Regions from separate parts of the Sus scrofa genome. Here region 2 is linked to region 1. Evidence: chromatin contacts called from public HiChIP or PLAC-seq data. All regions are on one chromosome and are shown on one strand. The core of a region is the stretch at or near the end of the contact, and the rest is flanking DNA. Distances in the headings are between cores, read along the strand shown.

Region 1 (3,520 bases), core at 674-3,173:
CCATTCCTTAACCCCAAGCTCCCACTCCCTCCCACTTTCTCCCCTCCCCCGGGGCAACCACAAGTCTATTCTCCAAGTCCATGATTTTCTTTTCTGTGGAAAGATTCCTTTGTGCTGTGTATTAGATTCCAGTTACGGAGTTCCCGTCGTGGCGCAGTGGTTAACGAATCCGACTGGGAACCATGAGGTTGTGGGTTCGATCCCTGCCCTTGCTCAGTGGGTTAACGACCCGGCGTGGCCGTGACCTGTGGTGTAGGTTGCAGATGCGGTTCGGATCCCACGTTGCTGTGGCTCTGGCGTAGGGGGGTGGCTACAGTTCCGATTCGACCCTTAGCCTGGGAACCTCCATATGCCGAGGGAGCGGCCCAAGAAATGGCAAAAGGACAAAAAAAAAAAAAAAATTCCAGTTATAAGTGATATCATACAGTATTTGTCTCTTTCTGACTTACTTCACTCAGTATGAGTCCCTAGTTCCATCCATGTTGCTGCAAATGACATTACTTCGTTCTTTTTTATGGCTAGGTAGTATGTCTCCATATTTTTAATCACTCATTTATGCATTGTATCAGGACTGGAATAATGAGAAAGCCTTGAGTCGTTGTTTTAGGGCACAGAGAGGACTCAGGGACAAATCCCAATCTGAATCTCTGTAGTTGAGGATTCTCAGAGACAGGGTAGAGCGTAAACTCAGGCTCCTGTGAGTTTGTTTATGCTTGTCTGCTTTTTCAACACCCCCCACACCAAGTAATAACTACCGGTGGATTTTGTTTCTTTTTCTTTTTTTTTTTTTGCTATTTCTTTGGGCCGCTCCCGCGGCACATGGAGGTTCCCAGGCTAGGGGTTGAATCGGAGCTGTAGCCACCGGCCTACGCCAGAGCCACAGCAACGCGGGATCCGAGCCGCGTCTGCAACCTACACCACAGCTCACGGCAACGCCGGATCGTTAACCCACTGAGCAAGGGCAGGGATCGAACCCGCAACCTCATGGTTCCTAGTCGGATTCGCCAACCACTGCGCCACGACGGGAACTCCGATTTTGTTTCAATTATACCCATCCTCTCCCACCATCCCTGCTTGAAGGACTGTGCGGAAAGGGGGCATGACAACTAGGTCTGGGTTTCTAGTTGGTTCACCCAGGAACCCGCCCAGCCCACCCTTCACACTTGTCAGCAGTTGGGTCGTGTACTCCTTCTAGGAAACGTCGTTTACTGTGAAATAACAATCATCTTTTGCTTCTATGAGAGTATCTGGAGGTCAGGCCACGAGCAGCGCTCTCTTCACGTGCTCTGGGGAACCCGACGGAAGGCAATCCGGCGGATTCAGGTGAAAGACATTTTTAAAAATACTGTAAAAGCAAAACGTGTTTGCAAACATTCAACCAATTCAAACCTTAACTGTAGTCAGGAAGACTCTTTTGGAGGAAGGGAGTGGAGTCTGGGAATTGCGCGAGGCCCCGCACTCTGTAAAGGTCATTCGCCCTCACTTCCGACCCCTTCATCCCAAGAGCTCTTTGCTCCGCCACACCAGGCTTTACTGGGCCTGTAGCCCTCTTCTCGCCCGGCAAGTGTCTTGGTTATTAAAGGCCTCAGAGGGTGCGAGCCAGGGCCACGCGCGCCCGTCCGGACAGTGCGCAAGAAGGAAGGTCGGACGCCGCCACAGGTGCGCCCAGCGCGCCAGACCCGGAAGCAGGCGCCTCACGTGCTTTTCCGGAACTCGCCCGGCAAGGGCCTAGAGGGCGGGACGACTCCCGCTCTACGTGCTTGCGTCACCGCGTAGGCTCGCGGAGCGCGGATAGGGGAGATGACGTACAGGGTGCGTATAGCGGCTGTGGGCGGGCCCAGGGAATGGGGTCCAAGCTAGCCCCGCCTCTTAAAGCTGCAGAGGGCTTTAGGGGTTCCGCCGCCCGGGCTGCGAGTCGCTGGCGCCTTTAAGCGTCATCGTGACACGTGTGTGAGGCGCCGGAGGCCCGGATGGTGCGTGTGCGGGGCCGTGCAGAGTAGACGCCAGCGCCGCGGGCCTGCTTCCCGGCCTGCCGAGGGCCAGGTAGGTTGGGGCTGGGTCGGGGCAGCGCGCAGACCGGGTGGAGGGCTTCAGGCAGGCGGGGCGTGGGAAGGTGCAGTCCGATGCGGCGTGCGCTGGGAGGGTTCTGGGGACACTTGAGTGCTCGTCTGCGAGGGACTGTGGGTTCCACGGGGAGGTCGTGAAGCTGCGCAGTCCCCACAGGCTGCGCGTCCACGAGCGGTTCCGGAGCCCACGGAGAGGCCCCAGGGTTGCGCGTCCGCGAGGGGCTCCGGGGTCTAGAGGAAGGCCTCGGGCTACGCGGTCCGCGAGGAGCTCCAGGGCCGACGGGGAGACTTGTCCAGGACTGCTCTCTGCTCTTCTCCGCACACCTGGGCCGACCCTTGGTGGAAGGGAGAGCAGCCCTGGCCAGGAGCCCACGCTGCTGTCGATGTTGGGCTCAGTCGTTACATGCAGAAGCGTCTTTTATGCAGGATTCAGACTTCCAATGGAGTGACCTAAGTCAGAATCATGGGAAGGGCGTTCATTTGGTAGTTGAGCTGAGTTCTGTCTGTTTCCTTTTAGTAAGAGATGTGGAGAAAGTAGCTTTCCTCATGGTCGTGGTGGACGTGAGGACTCGGTACAAGATGTGTTTCTTAAATACTCATTTCTTTGGTCACGTAGCATTGGGTCTCCCCTGGGGTTCCAGGAGCGAGACTAGCATCCTCAAACCAAGACAGATGAGAGAGGAAAGCATCGTGGTCCTGACACAGTCCACTGTCTCCGAGGGATGCAGACAATCAGGCCTCCGAGGAGAGGGGAGCTCAGCTTGCTCCCTCCTGGCTGCGGCCTGCTGTTTGCTCTGCAGAAGAGCCCTCCGAAAGAGCCCCAGGGAGGCCCCAGCCCCTGGTCCGGAGCTCCTCCCTGCCAGCACGTGGTTGACGCTGCCAGTCTTGGGTGCAGTTTATACTGGAAAAGTGCATTTAAAGGGAGGGAAGGGAAAATGTGCTTGAATGGCGACTGTTTGGAGGAAGCTTTTGAGTCGAGGTAGAAACAAGCAGGGGTAAGTGTGAGATGTTTATGAACCACAGGAAACGGACAGGAGAGGGTATCCTTTCTGAATTTTGAAGAGCCTCTTATCCAGTGTTGCATCAGAGGCTTTGCCGACGGCGTTCCCATTGTGGTTCATTGGGTTACAAACCCAGCTGGTATCCATGAGGACGTGGGTTCGATCCCTGGCCTCGCTCGGTAGGTTGAGGATGTGGGGTTGCCGTGAGCTGTGGTGTAGGTCCCAGATGCACCTCCGATCCCGCGTGCCTGTGGCCGCGGTGTAGGCCGGCAGCTGCAGCTCTTATTCAGCCCCTAGCCTGGGAACCTCCACGTGCCTTGGGTGTGGCTCTGAAAATGGGGGGAAAAAAGACCTTGCTGACGATGACAAGGACCTTTTTCTCTCGCATGCTGTACCTCAGAGGTCCCATTCGGGTTGTCGCTTAATGTTTCCGGTGGAACTGGTGATGTAGAG
Region 2 (3,520 bases), core at 345-2,844, 320 kb after region 1:
CTATTTACGGGAAAAAAAAAAAAAAAAAAAAAAAGACTTGGGGACATCAAATCAGACTATCCCCACTCCCCCACAGTCCCTCTCCCCCATAAACACTCAAGAGAAATGTCTGTCTTAAAAGAACTTGTGGCAATTGCCCCAACGTCCTTTAGCAATCAATCTCAATGTTACACAATGATTAATCATGAACTGTTTCTTGTATCGTTTAAATACATACGGGGAAATGACAAAACGATCTAAACATATTGTCCTTGAGAACATTTTTTTCTGAAACTTTAAACCAAATCTCTCAGTGGTTTGACGCCAGGATGTAGAAGTCATATGACTTCACTACTCAACTGAAAGAACAGGTCTTTCCCAAGCACGAATTACAGAAGTGGGGGGGGCACCTCCTCTACACCCCACTCCCACTGGGTTCGCTCGTGTGAAATTCAAAGCACTTCTGATCACTCAGCTTCCAAGAGTTCCGTCCTGTGCTGATTCCATCACAAAAAGTTCCCCTAAGTCAAACTTGAATTTTTGCTGAAAATCTGCCAACGTAACCCAATATGAAGCAAGTCCCTTTCCATACGTAGAATCAGCACACATGACTGGACCACAGATCTCTGTACCAAAGGCCAGGAGGTCAACTCTCACCCCAGCAGCAGATAAAAATGCTTCTAAGACGGGCAAAAATTCTACAAAAGGATGTGGTTCTAAGATTTTTTTTTTTTTTCTTAAGGAACAAGTGTAAGGCTCGAGTTCAGGCTCGAGTTTTTCTAAGAAAACTATCTGCACACAAAAGAATTCCTATATATACACAACAGCAGCAGGCCTCTTAGGTCAGCATGTCCTTGACAAATGTTTATTTTGAAAGACCACTGCCTGAACGAATTGCTTCAAAGCCTGCTTCACCATTTCCATAACTCACTTCAGTACTTTTCCAGAACACAGGCCCTCTGAAAGGTCTAAGGGGTTTCGAGTGGTTCCTCTTCCCTCGCCTGAGTACGACTGACTCAGGATTGCTTCACAGCCCTCTCTGGCAGGATATGAGAAATGCTGCACGCACAGAATCCCAGCAAGGCTGATTCACTCCCGCCAAGTCACCTCGCAGCCAGGATTACTTAAGGAAAAGACCCCTCCGGACCCAAACAGTGTCTTTCGCGAAGATTCTCCAACACTCACACGCTACAACCCAAACCGAAGCACGAACTCAGCCCCCACCGGGAGCGCGCACACAGCCCCTCCGCTCCAGCGGACGCGGACCAAGGCCGGGCTCGCCCCCCGCCCCCGCGGCCCTAGGCCACCGCCTCCCGGGAAGCCGGCGGCGAGGCGGAGCCCTGGGGCCCAGGCGGGCCCGCGCGCTGGACGCGAAGGGCTCGCTGCGACGTCGGGGACGCGGGGTCGGGGCCGGGCGCGCCCGCGGCCCGCCGCCCTCTCACCTCCTCCGCCGGCGGTCCCGGTTTCTGCCAAGGCGGTCGGACAGGCGCCCCAGGAGCGCAGCCAGCCCGGGGCGGCCAGGCAGGAGGCCCAGCAGGCGCCTCCAGAACACCGGCCTTGCAGCCGCCGCCGCCATGGAGACTCGCCGCTTCCGCTTCCGGCGCGTGAGAACTTTATTGACAACGGCGCGCGCGGACACGGGCTGCGCGCAGCGGCCGCAGCGCAGAGGCGGCCCCGCCCCGCAGCCTCAGTTTCTCGCCAGGTGGGCACAGGTGTGTGCCGCGCGCCAGTGTCAGGCCACGGGGGAGCGGGGCGAGAGCACTCGCATCCCCGGACTCGGCCTCGACACAGGATAGGGCTGGAGGGCGGGGAGCATCACCTGTCAGGTCGCAGGAGAGTTCCGGCTGTACCTGACAGCCGCCGGAGCCACCCCCGACACATCCCAAGGTGTTAGGTAGGATGTACAGTACTGGGTGACTGCTGACTCATCTGGGCTCACTGAGCACAGAAAATCCCCACCAGACCCAGGCGGACCATTTTCACCTTGTCAGCCCCCGAAGCCTGCAGCTCCAGGGCACAGAACAGCTCAGCCAGGGAGTTCCCGCTGGGGCTCAGAGGTAACAAACCCGACTAGTATCCAGGAGGACGCGCGTTCAATCCCTGGCCTCCCTTACTGGGTTAAGAGTACGGTGTTACCGTGACCTGCGATGCGGCTCATATCCCATGATGCTTCGGCTTAGGCCGGCAGCTGCAGCTCGGATTGTATTCCTAAACTGGGAACTTCTATATGCCGCACCTGTGGCCATAAAAAGAAGAGAAAAAAATACTAACAGCTCAGCCCAGCCAGTCTAGGTTCAGTGAAGAACCCTCCATCCACCCAAATGCGTACACGTGGCTATGACCCGCCCCTGAGAACTACAGCTCCATGGCCAAAGAGGCTGAAAGAGCTCACCCGTGTAGCCAAGAACACTTTCTGTAGCTAATTTTAAAAAGGAAGAGTTGCAGTATTGGGAGAGGCAGGAGCGATGACTCTCCTCTCTATCATGTGCTTCCTTGGCAGGAGCCACACGTGCAAGGACTTGGGAATGGGAACGGATTAGAAGATGATCATATCCAACTTATTCCAGGGAAGTATTGTGCGGTTAAAAAGCTATGGCCACACTAGATACAAAACATTCTGAATTCTGTTTCTAACGAATTATGCCAAAGAAATCAATTACACCTCCATACACGAAGGTTCATCTCAGCATTGTTCATGTCAAAAGTGTGGAAGGAGTTCCCATTGTGGTGCAGGAGGTTAAGGATCGATGTTGCCATAGCTGTGGCATAAATCATAGCTTGCAGCTGCGGCTGGATTTGACCCCCTCCCTGGCCTGGGAACTTCCCATATGCCACAGGTGCAGCCAAAAAAAAAAGTGTGGAAGCAATCAACAATGAGGAAGTCGCTTTGGAGTTCCCATTATGTTCAGTGGTTAACGAACCCAGCTAGCATCCATGAGGACTCAGGTTCAATCCCTGGCCTCCCTCAGTGGGTTCAGGATCAGGCATTGCCGTGAGCTGTGGTGTAGGTTGAAGACTCGGCTGGATCTGGCGTTGCTGTGGCTGTGGTGTAAGCCAGTAGCTACAGCTCCAATTCAACCCCTAGCGTGGGAAACTCCATATGCTGGAGGTCTGGCCCTTAAAAGACAAAAAAAAAAAAAAAAAAGAATTTCTAAATTGTTTACAATCCAGGAGTATTTCAGATTTAAATTTTTCCTTTAAGTCCCAATAGCTTTACAAGTACAAGGTGGAATTTGATTCACCCCTTCCAAGTTAGAGTGGTGAATCATCGACTTGCCTAATTTCCAGGAACTAGAATGAAACCAGCCCTTGCTCAGTTCCACTTTTGCATGACGCCTGGTACAGGGTAGTTGCAGGGTCAAGGTGCTGAGAGGCTGCACCGTGATGCTGGGCGGTGAGGACCACATGGACCACAGGAGCATCCCAATCATCCTAAATGGAGCTGGCAGCTTCGTTCTGCACGTGGTGCTTCTCTGGGTGAGGCCTTCCGTGAGGCCCATCGCCCCATCCCACTGGGAACTTCTGATCTAAAGTAAACGGC

The links. HiChIP or PLAC-seq counts read pairs in DNA pulled down with a chosen protein or histone mark.
Region 2: an H3K27ac HiChIP or PLAC-seq map of alveolar macrophages shows a contact between it and region 1. The contact joins the promoter of PGS1 here to the promoter of USP36 in region 1. A contact is called at or near these places in 1 of 5 promoter capture datasets (liver) and 1 of 2 datasets of contacts at active chromatin or transcription factors (alveolar macrophages).

The regions. Positions count from the first base shown.
Region 1 is chr12:3,307,253-3,310,772 of Sscrofa11.1, forward strand. It overlaps USP36 (ubiquitin carboxyl-terminal hydrolase 36), which reads left to right and starts at 1,924. Exons shown (of 22, transcript XM_021066521.1): 1 at 1,924-2,043.
Region 2 is chr12:3,627,370-3,630,889 of Sscrofa11.1, forward strand. It overlaps PGS1 (CDP-diacylglycerol--glycerol-3-phosphate 3-phosphatidyltransferase, mitochondrial), which reads right to left and starts at 1,595. Exons shown (of 10, transcript XM_021066523.1): 1 at 1,422-1,595. The coding sequence starts at 1,555.